Linked DNA regions of Ovis aries: region 1 is linked to region 2. Evidence: chromatin contacts called from public Hi-C data. All regions are on one chromosome and are shown on one strand. Each heading gives the region's core, a stretch centred on a gene start, on an enhancer-like site or on the middle of the called end of the contact. The rest is flanking DNA. Distances are from core to core; before and after follow the strand shown.

Region 1 (6,684 bases), core at 2,573-5,072, 73 kb before region 2:
GAGAAACTAATGAATCTAACCACGTATCAGGTTGATAACATACCCACAGAAAAGGAAAGGGGAGTGATTTTAAGTAGCTTCTGAGCATAATAATCTGACCAGTGGGATGTATCCAATGACAAAAAAGAACTGATGTCGGCAGTGGTACAATAATTCCAAAACTCCTCTGTGTACTACAGTTGTGAGTAAAAAAATATATACTTCGTTTTTCACTGGAAAAAAGGGGAATATTAATACAAATACAGAACACAAGATGAGTTAGAATTGGAGATGCAATACAAGTCATGCTTTTAAAATCTTACCCTTAGGGATGACAATAGTAGACACAATGAATTATGTAATGAATAAAAAAGTTAGTGTACTCATAAACTATTTTGTCAGGAATGTCTAGATGTGATCACTGGCATTACCCAGAAAGCTACAAACCTGTTCCTTCCTCACAAGAGCTTTAGTATACGTCATTACAGCTAAGGAAAAGTTTTTCTTCTAAAAAATCCTCAATTATTTGCAATAACTGTGTGACCTGGCTTGGTTTACTTCAAATCTCCACCTTCTCTTCTGCACACTGGAGCCAACAGTAGCGATTCCCCTCTGAGGACTGTTGTAAGGTTTCAAGTAAACAAGCGCGGGGCACACGGTAAGGAGGCAGTACATGCCAACTCGTTGAACTACTCCTATTATCACGTTTCATTTGTTCTGGTTTTCTGGAACTTTAATTGCCATTATCTTGGTTCTTTTCTCTATCCGAGCTCTTTCAACAACTGTCCTCTCTTCAAGGCTGTCTTGTATTACAGATTTTGCCCTTAAAATTTTTACTTCTCTTGCCCTCTCATGCAACTATGCCAAAGCCTTTGACTGAGTGGATCACAACAAACTGTGGAAAATTTTTAAAGAAATGGGAATACCAGACCACCTGAACCTGCCTCCTGAGAAATCTGTATGCAGATCAAGAAGCAACAGTTAGAACCGGACATGGAACAACAGACTGGTTCCAAATTGGGAAAGGATATGTCAAGGCTGTATATTGTCACCCTGGTTATTTAACTTATACACATATGCAGAGTACATCATGCAAAATGCTGGGGTGGATGGAGCAAAGCTGGAATCAAGACTGCTGGCAGAAATACCAATAACCTCAGATATACAGATGATACTACCCTTATGGCAAAAAGTGAAGAGGAACTACAGAGCCTCTTGATAAAAGTGAAAGAGGAGAAGTGAAAAAGCTGGCTTAAAATTCAACATTAAAAAACTAAGATTATGGCATCTGGACCCATCACTTCATGGCAAATAGATGGATAAATCATGGAAACAGCAACAGACTTTATTTTCTTGGGCTCCAAAATCACTGCAGATGGTGACTGCAGCCATGAAATTAAAAGATGCTTGCTTCTTGGAAGAAGAGCTATGACCAACCTAGACAGCATATTAAAAAGCAGAGACATTACTTTGCTGACAAATGTCCATCTAGTCAAAGCTATGGTTTTTCCAAAAGCTATGGTTTTTCCAGTAGTCATGTACGGATGTAAGAGTTGGACCATAAAGAAAGCTGAGTGCCGAAGAATTAATGCTTTGGAACTGTGGTGTTGGAGAAGACTCTTGGGAGTCCCTCAGACTGCAAGATCAAATCAAATCAATCCTAAAGGAAATCAACCCTGAATACTCATTGGGAGGACTGATGCTGAAGCTGAAGGTCCAATACTTTGGCCACCTGATGTGAAGATGTGATGTGACTCACTAGAAAAGACCCTGATGCTGGGAAAGACTGAAGGCAGAAGAAGGGGACAACAGAGGACAGATATGGTTGGACAGTATCACCAAATCAATGGACATAAGTCTGAACAAACTCTAGGAAATGGTGAAGGACAAGGAAGCCTGTCGTGCTGCAGTCTATGGGGTCGCAAAGAGTCAGGCATGACTGAGCAACTAAACGACAAATTAGCATTCTGTAGTGGACCCTTCTAATCTTCATTCTTCTTATATCCTTAATCCACCAAGTTCATTTACAAGCCTTATAATGTTTGTTAGGGTTTACGTCTTATTTGTGAGCAGGTAAGGAATATAACTGGTTCTTGACCCTACACTCCATTCTTCTGTATGATGGCTAAAAATCTCTATGTATCTACAATGAAGGGATGAGATGATACATACCACTCTCAATCCCTGATTTCTTAGAGACATTTACTCCCTGCAGTGCTGGTCTAGCTGTCCTCCAGCTTCCTCCTTCCCACTGATTTTCTGAACTAATGGAATACCTGAGAAACGGTGACTCCCCACATGACCTGTAGACAGGACGCCCTTTCTTGTCCAGCCTATAGGTGTGGGCCATGCCTTCTGTGCTGCACTGCCATTAATACTCTGCCTAATAGGAAACCAGGATCCTTAAAGAGACGGAGAAAAACTCGGGAGAAGGGAGTAAGAGAACAGACATCATTCTAATCCCTAAAACAGCATCAGGTAATGTTCTGTATAGAGCACTGCCCAACCCCTGGTAGCACAGGCTTTTGGAGCTGAGCCAGGTAAGGGATGGAATACAATGATTCCTTATCTTTCACCAAGCCGTTCTTGTTTCCACAAGGAAACAAGTTCATCTTAGGTCTGTCCTAAAGATTAAGGCAGACACCTTCCTGAGTTCTTAGATGTTACTGCTGTCACTTTTCACATTTTCGTAGGTATTTGGGTAGGGGGCTGAGGAAGCTGTTTTGAAGGCAGCTCATCAGATACTATGTTGAACTGCAAACTTCTTGGTTCTCCGTGCTCTTGATTGATGCTGTCATTGTCAGCCCAGTTTTCTAACCTAGAAATTTGGAACTCACTATTACTGCCTTCTTTCCACCTGTTACCCAATGAATACATCAAAATCTGCCTCAGAAATATTCTCATACTTGACCTTTATTCCATCTACCCTGTTACTCCTTGGTCCAGGATTTCAAAATGTCTTCTTTGAAAAATGCATTTAAAAAACCCTCATTTGGGAAACAGATGGGTACATGGGGATTATTATACTTTCTCTACTTTTGCATATGTATGGAAATTTTTCATTTAAAAAGTTGAAAATAATAAGTCTTTTAATGATGAGACTGACAGGATTGAGCTCGCTTATTTTCAGGCTTGCTCTTCTTCGGATTTTGGAGGAAAGTACTGTAGCACTTAGCTCATTTTTGTATTTTTAGACATTAATGTAACTGAGGCAACAAATGTTACATCCTGAAGTCTTAAGACACAGCACTATGATTTAAACAAAAGCAATTATTTTCATTAAAATCATTAATGTTTCCTATTTGTGAAAAATGGAGAAGGAAGTAGCAACCCACTCCAGAATTCTTGCCCGGGAAATCCCGTGGACAGAGAAATTGGTGGGCTACAGTCTATGGGGTCGCAAAGAGTTGGATATGACTGAGCACACAGACATTAGTAGGAAAACAGTGTATCTTTATTTTTTTTAATTGGTTTGGATGTTTTCGCTTTTCTTTTTGAACACCAGACAGCTCCTTTTTCTTCTTCCTCTGTTTACCTCAACCTCTCTACTTCTTCCTGATCCTGATCCCAAATTACTTTTCTCATTTTCTATATAAAAATCTATTCTTAGGTCTCTGTGATTGCTGTCCCTTATGGCTCTAAATATCAGGAAGCTTATCTCAGTGTAAAAGTTACCTGGGGAGTCCCAGCGTCAGTGTGATCCTCTCTGCAGCCTCAAGAACTACACTGAATGTCCTGAGATGCTCAAGACCTGCTGAAGACAAAGGCTAAAAGAGCAGCACAGCCCCTCACTTGAGGGAGTCAATGTTGCCCCCACTGTCCAGCAGATGTCACTAGTTAGTAACAGGGAACTGTACAAAGGAACAATAGATCAGCCAGCATAACCTCCTCCTCTAGGTTTTAACGGCTGCTTTCTTCATCCAGAAATGTGAATCACTAAAATGTACTTGTGAGAGAAAACCCCTTCATTTCTACCAGGCCTGGTCACTGGCGTCAGGCCCTGCGCTGTCCTGCTGGTTCCCGTGAAGAGTTGATACAGCCTGGTATATGAGAGAGCTAGGGTTGCCATAACAAAACACTACAGACTGGGTGCCTTTTTATTTTTTTTTCCACTGGGTGCCTTTTTAAACAGCAGTAATCTGTAAAATGAAAGGTTTTTGGTTTTTCAAGTTTTTAAAGTAACAGAATCAAACTGATATTTCAAACTCAAGGACAGTCAATGCTAATCTAGGACAAATTCAAGAAATCTGCCTTTAAAGAATTTATGGATTGTCTTCCAATTGATGTATTCATTGTTTGATGTAGAGGGGCTGTTCTGCTAGAACGCAGGATTTGGAAGCTGCAGTTTTTCAATTCCAATACTTTGTAGGGGAGAGGCAGCATCAAAGAGGGGAAGGCCTCATCTCTGAAGCTATGCACACTACAGTCTGAGGGTGGATACATCATTCCACAGTATTTCTCTACGTCCCCAGTCCTTGGTCTCTTCAACGGTATGACGGCATAACAATCCTAGAACCATGTTAAAGGGTTAATAGTATGAGGAGACATTTAAATACAAGGCCTGGCTCACAGGAGACACTCAACAACTGCGAGCTCTCCTCTGCTGCTTTACCTTCCAGGTTATTATTCAGTCAGACATCCTGAGTGTTGAATTCTCTTCTGCAGTGTCTGACAGAAGCACATGTATTCACACAAATAGTTTAGCTGAGATCCTTGGATCACATCAGGAGTCCATTCCCTAACTCTCTTTCCAGTTCATTTTATTAACTTTTTTTTTTTCCGTTGGCTGTACCTCACAGGCACATGCAGATCTTCCCTGACCAGGGACTGAACCCATGCTCTCTGCAGTGGAAGCAGAGTCTTAACCACTGGTCCACCAGAGAAGCTCCTCCAATTTCATCTCCTCTCCTATGGCCAGAGCAGCTGGGTCCCGTTTATCCTCCTTCAAGGCTTCAGACATTCTTCTACCTGGAATGCACCCTTCTTGGTACTATAGCCCAAGAATAACCATGTTTTTCAACTTCCAGTGCAATTTCTGCCTCCCTCCAAGAAGCACTTCTTGATTTTTTTTCTGCCTACAATAATTTCTCTTCCTGTTTCCCGATCCTTCCTGATCCGGCCATATTTACCAACACTGTTGCAAATGTTAACTATATACCAGTGAACAAAACAGATGAAATTCCCTGCCTGACTGGCATTTATACCCTTGCATAGTGAACTAGATGGTAAATGGGATAAGTAAGTTAAAAGAGGAAGGGCACTAAGGAGAAAATAAAGTAGGGAGATAGGCTGTGTTTGTGTGCTGGGGAGGGGCAAGGATTTCAGATAGGTCTTACTTAAGGCCTGAGAAGGTATCCTTCACATGAGGGTCTGAAGAATGTGAGTGAGCAGTTCACAAAGGTAGCTTTGGTGAGATATGGGAACAAAAGTCTGACTAGAATGGGCTCAAGAGAGAACAGAAGAGAACGGGAAGCATGTATGGACCACTCTTTCAAGAGGTTTTGCTATAAAGATAGGCAGAGAGAAAGAGTGGCAGCTGGAGAGGGAAGAGTGATTTGTAAAAGTTTCATTTTAAGAAGGGAGCACCAATGATATGCTGCTGAGAAAATCTAGCTGAAGGATGAAGATTATGCAGGATAAAGAAGAGGTAACTGCTGGAAGGATGAAGGGTTGAGATCTAGTGTACAGGTGGACAAATGGACTCACAGGCAGGTGGGGAAGGACAGACGTGGGAGTCTATGGAAATTCTCTTCTATTATTTCTGTTTCTTTAGTTAAATTGAGAAGATTATCTGCTAGGAATAGGAGCGGGAGGAGGTGTTATAGGTTTGGGGAGAAAGAAGGTATGAAAGACTTACCTAAGAGAACAAGAGAGTGAAAGAAGTATAGAAACAGTATGATTGTGGTCACCAAGAGCGTACTAGAGGTTAATGATCATGAACTGAGGGTAAGATCAGTCAGCAGGGCTGCGTGTCTTTCCTCCACCAAGTACAGATGCGGTGCAGACACAGAATATGTGGAGAATGGGTTTAACCAGAGTGTGGCTTAGCCAAGCAAATAAAAAAGGAAAAGACAACTGAGGGAAGTGGTTATAATCACTGATCAAGAAATTTAAGGTTAGTAAAGAGGAACTGAGAAAGAACGAAAAGGAGACAGATCAATGAGTTGCGAGAGCTGGAGGAGGACAGCACAGGAGCTGGTAGAAGACAGCGGGCAGCGGTGGGTGACCTGATCGAGAATACGGGGGGTTGTGACGCTGGTCCTACCACAGCACAACCACAGCAGTGAGTGGCTGAAGCAGGTGGAAGACCACAACCCTGGAGGAGAAGAGGTCAAGGAATGGAAGGACCAGACGCTGAGAGGATTCTTTATGTAGAAATGAGAACGAACCTGGAGTTATTAGAGGACTAAAACAAGGAGGGGGTGGCTGGGAGAATATAATGTGAGGCTTGAGGCTGAGGGGTCTAGGGAAAAGAGAGAGAGGTCTAGAAGCAACGCGGATCAATAGACACATCCACACATCTGCCATCAGTGTTACAAGGAAAGGGAAAGAGAAGTGAGGCTTGAGGGCAAGCCACGCTTTAGCTAGATCATGATGATGAAGACTGAACTGAGAGTATGGGCTAAGAAATTTACGGGATGTAGCTGAAGACTGAGCAAGAGTTCTAGCGGGTACAAGAATGGGTACTTGGGGATGGGACGGTTA
Region 2 (6,966 bases), core at 4,275-6,774:
TCTATTTTTACTTTTTTGAGATACTGGTATACTGTTTTCCACAGTGGCTGTACAATTTAACATTCCCAATAATAGTGCACAAGGGTTCCAGAGTCTCTGCATCCTCCTTGACCCTTGTTATTTTGTTTTATTGATAGTAGCCATTCATTCTATATTTTTTATTTGCATTTTCCTAATGATTAGTGATACTGAACATTTTTTTCATGGCTTTTTCCAATTATATATCTTCTTTGGAGAAATATATATTTAAGCACTTTATCTTTTTTCAGGGCATGCAACAATGTCTTTTATTACATATGGGTTTTTAAAATTATTTTTGCATTATCTCCATACACAGGCAAAAGAAAAAAAATTGTTTAGCATATTGGAACTTGCAAACCTGATCACTGCAGAGAGAAGGCAAAATTATCCCTACAGCATACTTAAACAGGAGGCCAGTTCATCTGCCGACCTTCAAGAACATGGAGATGAATGTGATAGACAGATTGGCCCCCATTTGAACCTTCATTCGCCACCATTTGATAGCCCTTCTTCAGGCCCAGATCAGCAGCACATTTCTTGCCAACAATCATCAAATGCCCATGAAGTCTTTCATCATCATCTGCTGCTGCAGAAATCTGGGATATATGTTTTTTGGGTATCACCAGAAAATGTGTAGGTGCTTGAGGGGAAATGTCATGGAAAGCAAGACACTGGCCATCCTCATAAATGATTTTGGCTGGGATTTCCTTGCGAATCATCTTCCTGAAGATGGTGTCGCTGCCAGGCCGGGCGACCTGAGCCTTGGTGATCTCATCTGCCATCTCTGCCTCCCTCCCGAGTGCCCGGCTGGGGAGAAGGTTGGGAGGAGGCTTTGCTTATTCTTAAATTGGGTTGTTTTTTGTGTTATTGACTTGTAAGAGTTCTTTTATATATTCTGGATCCCAGACAACATCTGCAACTTCACAAGAAATGCTTGAGCCAGACTACCCACCTAAGCAGCTCCCCAAATCCTGTCTCACAAAGATCAAGAGAGTTAATGAATGCTGTTGTTGTTTTGGCTGCGCTGTGCAGCATGCAGGATCCTAGGTAACCAACTACGGATCGAGCTCGAACCCATGCCCCCTTGCAACACGGAGCTGCAACCACTGGACTGCCAGGGAAGTCCAAATTGTTGTCGTTTTAAGCCACTAAGTTTTGGGCTAAGTCGTTACATTGCAAGAAAACTGATACACCCAGTCATTATATTTCTGCAGTCTTTTTCCTGCTCTGTGTTCTACTTCCTAATCCTTCTCAATCTGCTATCATACTAACCTTTCCAATACACCATTTTCATCATGCTGTTCCTTTATTTATTTAGGTTGGTGCAAAAGTAATTTTGGTTTTAGATTGTTGAACTCTGCCATTTGATACTGAAATACATTCTTATTTATTTATTTATTTTTGTTTTGGAATACATTCTTAATTGTGGTTATATTACACATCTTTAATGTACATTTGCTGCTTTATGTTTTTTGCTAACGAATTGTTACTTGCTGTTTACTTTATCTGTATCCTAGACTATGCAAAAGATGTTAGACAAAAAGCAAATTCGAGTGATTTTCTTATACTAGTTCAAAATGGGTCATAAAGCAGCTAAGACAAGTCACAACACCAACACTGCATTTGGTCCAGGAACTGCTAATGAACACACAGTGCAGTGGTGGTTCAAGACGTTCTGCAAAGAAGATGAGAGCCTTGAAGACGAGGAGCACAGTGGCCAACCATCAGAAGTTGACAACGACCAAATGAGAGGATTTGAGCGCTGAGGAATGGATGCTTCTGAACTGTGGTGTTGGAGAAGGCTCTTCAGAGTCTCTTGGACAGCAAGGAGATCAAGCCAGTCAATCCTAAAGGAAATCAGTCCTGAATATTCACTGGAAGGATTGATGCTGAAACTGAAGCTCCAATAATTTGGCCACCTGATGTGAGGAACTGACTCATTGGAAAAGACCCTAGTGCTGGGAAAGATTGAAGGCAGGAGGAGAAAGGGATGACAGAGGATAAGATGATTGGATAGCATCACCAACTCGATGGACATGAGCTTGAGCAAGCTCTGGGAACTGGTGTTGGACAAGGAAGCCTGCCATGCTGTAGTCCATGGGGTCACAAAGAGGTGGACACAATGGAGCAACTGAACTGTACTGAACTGAATTGAGAGGATCATCAAAGCTGATCCTCTCACAACTACATGAGAATTTTCCCAAGAACTCAAGGTCTATCATCCTATAGCTGTTCGGCACTTGAAGCAAACTGGAAAGGTGAAAAAGCTCAATAAGCAGGTGTCTCATGAGCGGATCACACACAAAAAATAATAATAATCGTTGTGAAGTGTTGTCTTTTCTTATCCTATGCAACAACAGCAAACCATTTCTCAATTGGATTGCGACATGTGACAAAAAGTAGATAGATACAACTGGTGATGACCAGCTCAGTGGCTAGACTGAGAAGTTCTAAAGCATTTCCCAAAGCCAACTTGCACCAAAGAAAGGGTGACGGTCACTGTTTGGTGGTCTGCTGCTGGTCTGATTCACTACAGCTTTCTGAATCCTGGCAAAATCATTATATATGAGAAGTATTCTCAGCAAATCAATGAGGTGCACTGAAAACTGCAACACCTGCAGCCAGCATTGGTCAAAAGAAAGAGACCAATTCTCTGCGACAACGCCTGACTGCACACTGCACAAACAAAACTTCAAAAGTTGAATGAACAGGGCTACAAACTTTGGCCTCATTGGCTATATTCATGTGACCTCTTGCCAAACGACTACCACTTCTTCAAGCAACTCTACAACTTTATGCAGGGAAAATGCTTTCACAATCAGCAGGATGCAGAAAATGCTTTTCAAGAGTTCATCGAATCCTGAAGCATAGCTTTTTATGCTACAGGAATCAACAAACTTATTTCTCATTGGCAAAAATGTGTTGCTTGTAATGGTTCTGATTTTGATTAATAAAGATGTGTTTGAGCCTAACTATAATGATTTAAAATTCAGGGTCCGAAACCACAATTACTCTTGCACCAACCTAACAAATTTTTCATTCTTGATTTTGTGAGCGCTTTTGTTAGTCCTGCGCTCTAGGCAATGGAGGTGACATGCAAAGCTGAGGAGTTTATGGAACAGAACAGTAGACATGCCCAGAGGCTCTACTACTTTACATCCAATATCCCTTACTTGGCCTTCAGATTCTCCATGGTCAGGTACAAACTCTTCAAGTTAGTAGAAGGAGACAGAGATGAACCAAAAGTTCTGACTAATACCTTTTTTGTGATTTTGTATAAACTTATACCTGTCTCATCATGACATCCATCACTTAGGCCCAGCAAGAACATTAAAGTCCTCCATGACTGGTCTTCTTTTACAGCCTGGTTCCCACTGCCAAGCCTATATCCACCTTCACTCCTGCCTTCCCTCTGCCTGGAATATCTGGGTCTCCCTACTTCTCCAGTTAGAACTCAGCCAGCCCTTCACCACCTGCCATAAAATCTTTCCAAGCTGAAGAGCTGCAGTTCCTGCCTTTCCAGACCACTATTAGTTGCCTTGGGTCTCTGAAAGTGTCTCTTGGCCAAGCTTTGACCACAGCCCACCTGGCTCCCTGAGGTCAAAAGGACAGTAGTCAGCAATTTGTGGGTTTGGCTTAAATCAAAGGGAGACATTCTGATTTTTAAAAATGCAGTGAGGGCTTCTCTGGTGGTCCAGTGGTTAAGAATCCACCTTGCAATGTAACAGATGACAGTTCGATCCCTGGTGAAGGAAGTTCCCACATGCCATGGAGCAACGAAGCCCTAGTGCCACAGCTACTGAGCCTGGGTGCTGCAACTAGTGAAGCCTGCATGCCTGAGAGTCTGTGCTCTGCAACAAGAGGAGCCTCTGCTATAAGAAGCCTGTGCACTGCAACCAGGGAGTAGCCCCCACTCGCTGCACCTAGAGAAACCCACACAAAGTAACAAAGACTCGGCACAGTCAAAAGTAAAATTAAGTAATTGATTTTTAAAAGATAATAGCTTAAAAAGATGCAGTGAGCATTTTCAGTCATTTACATTTCAGTACACAGGTCATCCTTCCCTTCCTGGGAGTGACATCTGATGGGGAGGAAGGGCAAAGGATATGGAGATAGGAGCAACACTTGTATTAGGGAGCAATAGGATTTTGTTTTTCTTTAAAGAGAGGCCCCAGATCCTAGAACTAACAAGATCAAGAGTAGAAAGAGAGGCCAGACAATTCTCCCCTACATCAGTGTTGCTTAGAACGACTACTGTTGGGGAAGCCCTAACACACATGGCATTTACCAACTACTGAATAAACATCTGATTTCATGTTTCACAGTGCCCAAACCAGCCCGATGGCTTTAATCCTAGTCTTGTGATAAAATGACCCCAGATCTTCTTCTAGATGAAAGGTAGCAAAGAGCCTGCTGCCCAAACTTACTCAGAGAACATCACCAAAGCAATTTGCTTTGGTGGAGGAAACCCAATTCAACAATCCAAGAATTCCTCTACACAGGGGAAGTCCCACTCTGCAAGACTCCTGTCTGCTCCCCACAGGCTCACCCTGGCCATGAACTGTCAATTTGCTACAAGTGTATGCAGAGATAAGGTCAGAAAACTAGGATGAAGCTTTGAATGCTAAGTCATAGGGTATGGACTTTGGTCTTACAGCAAGGCCTTGCTGTAAGTGCCGCAGGGGAAAGAGTTGATGTGCAATGTGAGGCTAACCAGGGAACAAGCCTTGATGAGTTTCCACCTTCCCAGAGCCTCAATGTGACCATGGCTTCCACACCAAGTTGTGAGGATCAGCCTGGCCCTGGGCAAAGCTGATCACTTGATTTCCTTGGAAGGGACTCAGTCACTGAGGGCACTGTTGCTTCCCACAGGAGACGGCTGAGGTTAACATGGGGCGACGGACTGAAGATGGTTACGAAAGGTGCAAAAGAGACAGTGCCAGAGCACTTTGGCCCCAGAGAAATGTGTCAAAAGACATATCGAGAGTAACCTGCTTTTAGCTCTCTTCCAGAAGAAGGATTTACAGATGACCTGTTTCAACCTTGCTGATGTTAGGGTTTGCAGAAGTTAGAACTTTGAGCAGGTGCTTTTTCTTTACCATCCCCAAAGTAGGGGCGCCAGATGAGAAAAGGCTGCCTGACAGAGAACTTTTTTAAAATCAAGAGTCTTCGGTGGGCGATTAGAGGCTTCTCGCTCTGCGCCGTCTAATGGGGCGCAGGAACAGTTTTCCTCCACACCCGAAAGGGTCGAGAGGGAGATTCCCCGGATTTCTCACGGAAGCTCTCCGGGGCCCCACTTCTGTCCCGGACCAAACGTCGCGAGAGACCCTGCTTTCCGCGCCCTACTCGGTAGGGCCTCCTCCCTCCATCCAGCCCGCGCGCCCCAGCCTCCTCGCACCTTGACAGTGTCCAGCGGGTGTCCCACGAACACCAGGCACATGCCTCCAAAGCCGCCGGCCAGCAGGTTCTTGAGCGGGCTAATGGGCTTCACCTCGTCTGCCATGGTCAGTCCGTCCGTCACAGTGCCTGCGGTTTCCCAGCCGGCTCCGCTCCACTACTCCAGCCGCGGCGCCGGCGCCGCCGACCTTTCACCCACTTTCGGGTGGGCGGGGCCTGAGCCCGGGGCAGGTCGGGAGGAGGGCCTAGACGGCCTGCCGGCCCTGGCTTCCGCTAGCGGCGCTGCTTCCGGCCATAGCTCCTCCTCGATGGGCGTGGCTTGCGGGAGAGGGGCTGGCTCCTACGCCTTCTGGGCGGTGTTTTGGAGTGGCGGTAGGTGGGGGTGGACTGCAGTTCAGTTCAGTTCAGTTCAGTCGCTCAGCAGTGTCCGATTCTTTGCGACCCCATGAATCGCAGCACGCCAGGTCTCCCTGTCCATCACCAACTCCTGGAGTTCACTCAGACTCATGTTCATCGAGTCGGTGATGCCATCCAGCCATCTCATCCTCTGTCGTCCCCTTCGCCCCTGCCCCCAATCCCTCCCAGCATCAGAGTCTTTTCCAAGGAGTCAACTCTTCGCCTGAGGTGGCCAAAGTATTGGAGCTTCAGCATCAGTCCTTCCAATGAATACCCAGGACTGATCTCCTTTAGGATGGACTGGTTGGACCTCCTTGCAGTCCAAGGGACTCTGAAGAGTCTTCTCCAACACCACAGTTCAAAAGCATTAATTCTTCCGCGCTCAGCTTTCTTCACAGTCCAACTCTCACATCTCCTCCAGAAACTCTTCCTGAACTCACCCGTTTCCTCCCTTAAGTTTCTGGTCTTCTATCAACTCTGCTGAAGGCGACTGCTCTCTGCTGTGTGACAAAGCACCCTTTCAGGCGCTGAAGGCACAGCACACGGGTCTTTGTTCACTAGCAAAGTTAGTGAATAATGCGTAGTGTATCAAGTGGTGAGAACTACTATGAAGAAAAATAAATCTGGAGAGAGGATAAGGATTAGTATTGGGGGCGATGGGATGGGGGGGCAAGTAACCTGCAGTTTTAATTAGGTGAGTAAAGGACATTTTCATGGAGAAGGTGAGTGGATTCAAGACCTGAGAAACTGAGGAGGTGAGTTCTGTCCATATTTATAGGGGGGAGCGGGCTGGGCAGTGCAGGGAGGGAGGGATCTTCCAGGCAGAAGACTGCAAACTCCCTGAGATGGACTGTGTCTGGACTGTTTGAGGGACTACTGAGGCCGGCATGGTGCCAATGGTGACATATTAAGTGGGGCTTTGTGTGCCACTGTAAGGACATCAGCCTCTCCTTTAAGAAGATAGGAGCCATTCTGGGGTTCTGGGCAGAGGAGTGACATAGTCTGAGTTGTGAATTAACAGAATCCCTCTTACTGCCAGTTGAGAATAGAGTAAGAAGCAGAGAGACTTGAGGAGGCTAAAGGTCATAGTCAGAGATGCTGGATTGGATTGGATCAGAGAACAGCTGCGGAGAAGGCAATAGCACCCCACTC

The links. A called contact is a pair of places that touch in the nucleus more often than the background predicts.
Region 1: a Hi-C map of hypothalamus shows a contact between it and region 2, with 1.8 times the contacts expected there. The contact joins the enhancer-like site here to the promoter of SLC25A20 in region 2. A contact is called at or near these places in 2 of 16 Hi-C or Micro-C datasets (hypothalamus and omental adipose tissue).

What each region holds. Positions count from the first base shown.
Region 1 is chr19:51,160,764-51,167,447 of ARS-UI_Ramb_v3.0, reverse strand. The region is part of intron 2 of PRKAR2A (protein kinase cAMP-dependent type II regulatory subunit alpha); the gene reads right to left. Among named protein-coding and RNA genes, the nearest start is that of PRKAR2A, 30 kb to the right of the region's middle. Within about 2 kb of position 3,822, at least 15 of the 54 cell types and tissues checked have an H3K27ac peak or open chromatin away from gene starts, as enhancers often do. A contact at or near this core is called in hypothalamus, where this site is marked.
Region 2 is chr19:51,088,979-51,095,944 of ARS-UI_Ramb_v3.0, reverse strand. It overlaps SLC25A20 (solute carrier family 25 member 20), which reads right to left and starts at 5,524. Exons shown (of 9, transcript NM_001127277.1): 1 at 5,420-5,524. The coding sequence starts at 5,524. It overlaps LOC105603546 (adenosine 5'-monophosphoramidase HINT1-like), which reads right to left and starts at 810. Exons shown (of 1, transcript XM_060402555.1): 1 at 261-810. The coding sequence starts at 803. The coding sequence ends at 423.